Linked DNA regions of Bicyclus anynana: region 1 is linked to region 2. The links are chromatin contacts, called in public Hi-C maps. All regions are on one chromosome and are shown on one strand. Each heading gives the region's core, a stretch centred on a gene start, on an enhancer-like site or on the middle of the called end of the contact. The rest is flanking DNA. Distances are from core to core; before and after follow the strand shown. Region 1 overlaps LOC112057974 (dystroglycan 1). Region 2 overlaps LOC112057974 (dystroglycan 1).

Region 1 (2,700 bases), core at 120-2,619, 50 kb before region 2:
TATATTCATCAGGGATAATGTAGGATTATAATGGTGATATACTAGGTGGACCGAGGATATCAAGCGGGTTGCAGGTCGATACTGTTTTGTTTGGAAGTCCATGCAAGAGTCCAGCAGTGGACGTCCATCGGCTGTTGATGATGATGATGATGATGAATGGTGAAATCATTTTTCAATTAATTATTAAAACAAACAACCAATATATTAGTATAGATACTCATATGTGTATTGTCCAGATATTTTTATTTATTAACATTAGTTACGAGTTCTAAATTATAATCGGGATACTAATATTTACACTGGCAACATTGTGTTCTCGATAAGACAATGAATTATTCCGCGCTCGATTCCCGCGAATGCATTGTTTTGTTGATACAGTTCTACGAGCCGTTATATCAACACGTTGAACTATTCGACCGGCGAATTTTTCACTTGTTCAAACAATGTTATGCGTTCGTGAAAGAACAAATGGCCCGTGAGACTATTGTTGGTGGTACAATTTTGAACTGTTCTGTAAACAATTTGTTTATTTATTGCCGTTTTCAGCACGTGTGTTGTTTTTGTTTTATATAAGCAAAGTACGCTTGTCTTTTAAATTTCGTCCAATCTACGTGTGATATTAAACACACAAAGATCATTTCAGTAAAGTTAATGTCAAGTGCACGGATAATCGGTCTCCCTTCTTTTATTATAGTGTAGATAGATTCTTTTATTTTCTGAAATGCTGACAAAACAGAATCATTTATTGATAATAATGCTCTATAGTGATTGTTGCAGAATAAAACATTATCAACGTAAGCCTGCCAGCCTGCCAACCAATACTGGGTTATCGTAGTGGATGCACTTCCTAGCACCGGGCTGTTATTGATTTTTCTCTCGAAAAGCCTAATAGTTCGTAGCTCGACCCAGGATTCTAATCCAGTATCTCATATTTTATACCCACAAAGACAAATCACTGGAACAACAGGTGAGTATGCTGCTGCCGTTGCTATTGCTGATGCTGACAATGATGATGGTGATGATGATGATGATGATGATGATGATGATGACGATGATGATGATGATGATGATGGTGATGATGATGACGATGATGACGATAATGATGATGATGATGATGATGATGATGATGATGATGATGATGATGATGATGATGATGATGATGATGATGATGATGGTGATGGTGATGGTGATGATGATGATGACGATGGCAATGACGACGATAATGATTCACAAAAAATTAACAAACGAATTACTTCAACAGTAAAGGAGTCGGTGGCGGTGAGGCCGCGCGTGCGCCCGTGCGCTATGACGGTGAAGGCGTGTGCGCCGATGTCGTGCTTCTGCGGCACGCCGCTCACCAGCCCGTGCTTCGTGTCCACCGCCAGCCAGCTCGGCAGACGGTGACCGTCTTGACTTCGGACCTGCAACATATCGCATAATCTAACTATGGGCCTCATAAGAAGGCTCAGAGTCACACAGCGAGCGATGGAACGAGCTATGTTAGGAGTATCTCTGCGTGATCGAATCAGAAATGAGAAGATCAGCAGAAGAACCAAAGTCAGTCAGCTCAACGAGTTGCGAAGCTGCGGGGGGGCGCATAGTTCGAAGAGCCGATGGACGTTGGGGTCCCAAAGTGATGGAATGACGACCCCGCACTAGTATGCGCAGTGTTGGTCGACCCCCCACCAGGTGGACTGACGACATCAAGCGAGTCGCAGGGATTCGCTGGATGCAAGGTGGCTCAGTATCGTGTTGTATGTAAGTCCCTACAAAAGGCCTATGTCCTGCAGTGGACGTCCATCGGCTGATATGATGATGATGATGAAAAACTCTGTTTGTCGTTGATAGCTTTTTTCCGATTGTATGGTTGCGTAATTATCAAAGCGAAGCTTAACTGATAATATACAGGGTGATACTTTTTGTAGTGCGCAAAAAAAATGGTGTTTATATCATAGGGACATGATGTTATCGCCTATGCCACAAATTGTCATGCAGGGCAGTCTATTGTAGGGCGAGTTCCACAGATCCGCATCGTACGGATCGCATCGAACGGATTATATCTGTTGTAAGATTAGAAATTCGTTTGACGCGTTGCGTCCGATACGTACGATGCGGCTTAGTGGACGACTGGCATAATAATTTCATACTCATAGTACCTACCTAATGTGATGTTGAAAATAAGGAGGCTTTTAATTTTGCGTAACTGTCTCATTCCGAAATCCTTAATCCGTGACTTACGACTACCTAAGACGGTAAGTAAGCATATATTTTCCAAAAGCTAGTTAGTTGTAAATGACGTAAACCTTACCTTATATGCTAACACCTCCCCAGAAAAAGCTTCTTTGGGGATTTCCATTCTAAACAAGTGTCCCACGTAGGCCGATGTGTCAGGAACACCCCATAGTCTTCTTAGGCCATTCTTAGCTATTTCTGAATGATTCGCTGTCAATTCCACCTGGAAAAAGTTATTTAAAATTAAATATAGTGGACCAACAATACTCTAGACATAATAGAAAATGTGAGTCGTCACGGGACCCCTGGCAGATGTGAAACATTGACATTATTTTGTAAAAGTAATATGCAGAAAAGAACAGATTGTGATAGGAACTAAATATGATATGATGATACGGAGTCACTATAGGTATCCGAGCTCAGTGTAGCGAGAGAGATGGCTTACGCCGATGACGCCGGATCGAGTGG
Region 2 (2,700 bases), core at 132-2,631:
AAAGGCGCAAAATTAACGGACATGTGATTTAAACATTAACTTATTTTTGGTAAGAGCGGCAAAATGCTCTAGCCTTGAGTCCGGTTTACCGATGAAATTTTAAGCATATGAGGGTTAACACTTTACACCTATGCCTTTGACGCAGGTCGGCGTATTGTAGGACGAATGCTAGCAAAATATTACTATATTAAAGACTATGATTATGATGGACCATATTACGTTATTCCAATCAAAATAACTAATTATACACACCACAGACTTTAGGTGACTAAGGTACAATTAAATAAAATTAAGTACTGACGTACTAAGTAATTAGCTAATTAATTACAATGTAGTCGTAAATAAAAAAATAATACATCATTGCAATTGTTTGCATGTCAAGATGCAGTAAGCGTAATACATTTGTCGTTGTTTTTTATATATTGAAATGAGAAATATAAATTACATTGATACAAACGCAACCGCGGTCGTTGACTTTACCTTATCTCTTAATAGAAAACCTCTACGTCTTAACTTGCGTGATTATCAATACATTTAATTAAATAAAAATACCCACGCAGCGCGCATAAAATCTAATGTCAGCCACTGATGATCAAGTAAGCTTACTTGCTTGCAGCGCTAACGGCTTGACAGCCGATAAAACTGATCGTGTGTTGGTCGCGATAGGCCGATCGCGATCGACATAATATCAGTTTTATCGGACGTCGAGCTAGTAGCACTGCAGGCATGTGGGCTTATCGGATGGTAAGTGGCATTATGTATAAAAAATATCGAGTCAGGTTGTTCGTTTGTCAGGTTTATTTATTTATACTTTATTTGTACACCACAACATAAGAAAAAACAAATAATAAGACAGAAAAAAATAGTACAGAAGTAGAATACAAAAGGCGGCCTTATCGCTATGTAGCGATTTCTTCCAGGCAACCAGGTTGTTGTGTGTTTGTGATGAATTTCTCTGAAAAAGCTATTTTACCGTTACGTACTTACCTATTTTTTATTACAATTTTAGTACTTCTGAAAGAAACTTATATTACGTCTTTGTTGTGTCTAATACATAACATAAACTCGGAAACAGGCTTATACAATTATAATTAAAATTAAAAAAAAACTATTTATGGAATTATTAGATGATCATTTTAAGAACACATTTACATACAAGATTCAACAACAAAAAAAAATAAACACTACGACATCTACCGCGTAGGAGACGCAAGTCGCGACAATGAGACTCTTAAAATCACTTACAGAAACGACAAAGCTGTTGGAAGGTGTACACGCGTACAAACATAACCCTTAGGGCTTAAAATTAAAGTCCACATTGTAATGAGCTTGCAGGTGCTTTCGTGGATCTCTATACATGTCAAAGGGTCTGTTTCGGTGTTGTGTCGCCCCCTCACGCCGAGTGCGTAGTTTGGTACGTTTGTAGTGCCAACAATGAGTACGTCTCGTATAGTGTCTAGGTAATTTAGCCAGACTGTTTCCTGCCTCGGGAGACGTTTTAGTATCCATCTGATGTTAAAAAATGGTCTAATGTTTGGAACGTTTTCGTTAACCCCTGACGCAAAAAGAGGCGTGTTATGAGTTTGACGTGTCTGTCTGTCTGTATGTCTGTGGCACCATAGCTCCCGAACGGATAAAGCGATTTCTATTTAGTATTTTTTGACATGACAACGTCTTATAATTCGATGAAGCCAGTTGCACACCCGAAAAAATATAACGTCATGCGTCGTTCCGTCGCTCTAGGGTTGCCAACTATTTACAAGAAATAAAGTATATTCTGGTCTATGAAGATTATTAAACAGTATTTTAGAAAAACGAATATTTTTCTCTTGAAAAAATGCAACCATTCCATCAGTATTTTCTTATGACGTTGTTACGTTCATCTATCGTCAGTAAACCTTTACAGACAACCGATTTTTGTAGTAAAGGTGACTCACGCGCGTGTGTTCCTAGACATGTTTGATGAAAATCGGTTGAGCCGTTTAAAAGTTATGGGGAGTGGGGAAGAACAACCGAATGTCTGTAAATATATATCAAGTGGGGTCTCAAATGAAAGCGCACTAAAAGATAATAATTACGACTTGATCGAGAATGTAATTAATAATTTAATGTCATTCGAGGGTTTTTCAAAACTTTAAATTTTATGTTATAACCAAAGATTTTATACTATTAGATATGTCTATAGCGCGTCGAAACTGAGCCGAAAAAAATGCCTAGTTGTCTTAATTTCATTTAGTGGCATTGTAAGCAACGAAAGTTTAAACAAACAATACATATATAGCTAAAACTGGTTACTGTCTGATCTAATCTAAGATTTACTTAAGATCCCCAGATCCCCTATACTAAACCTAAAGTCGACTATTTAGCTGAAGCCGCGCGGTTTAGCCTACGTGGTTTCCGTTCTTGTAGGAATACGGGGATAATATATAGCCTTCCTCGATAAATGGACTATCTGACACTGAAATAATATTTCAAATCGGACCTCTCCTGAGATTAGAGCGTTCAACCAAACAAACTCTTCAGCTTTTTAATATTAGTGTAGATAATGACTTAGTGCGGAAAAAGCCCAATTGACCTATTCACAAACTAGATATAGATCTAGTTAGTGAATAGGACACTAACTATTCACTAACTAGGTCTATATCTAGTTAGTGAATAGGACAACCTAAATTAATATCAAATCAATAACAACCGTATTTT

The links. Hi-C and Micro-C count contacts between places; a contact is called where the count stands out from the background.
Region 1: a contact with region 2 is called in a Hi-C map of whole body, with 1.8 times the contacts expected there. The contact joins two enhancer-like sites. A contact is called at or near these places in 2 of 2 Hi-C or Micro-C datasets (whole body and whole larva).

The regions. Positions count from the first base shown.
Region 1 is chr20:9,359,525-9,362,224 of ilBicAnyn1.1, reverse strand. It overlaps LOC112057974 (dystroglycan 1), which reads right to left. Exons shown (of 20, transcript XM_052887874.1): 5 at 2,309-2,455; 6 at 1,254-1,421. Among protein-coding and RNA genes, the nearest start is that of LOC112057975, 31 kb to the left of the region's middle. Within about 2 kb of position 1,369, at least 2 of the 8 cell types and tissues checked have open chromatin away from gene starts, as enhancers often do.
Region 2 is chr20:9,309,357-9,312,056 of ilBicAnyn1.1, reverse strand. All of the region lies in intron 2 of LOC112057974 (dystroglycan 1), which reads right to left. Among protein-coding and RNA genes, the nearest start is that of LOC112057975, 81 kb to the left of the region's middle. Within about 2 kb of position 1,381, at least 8 of the 8 cell types and tissues checked have open chromatin away from gene starts, as enhancers often do.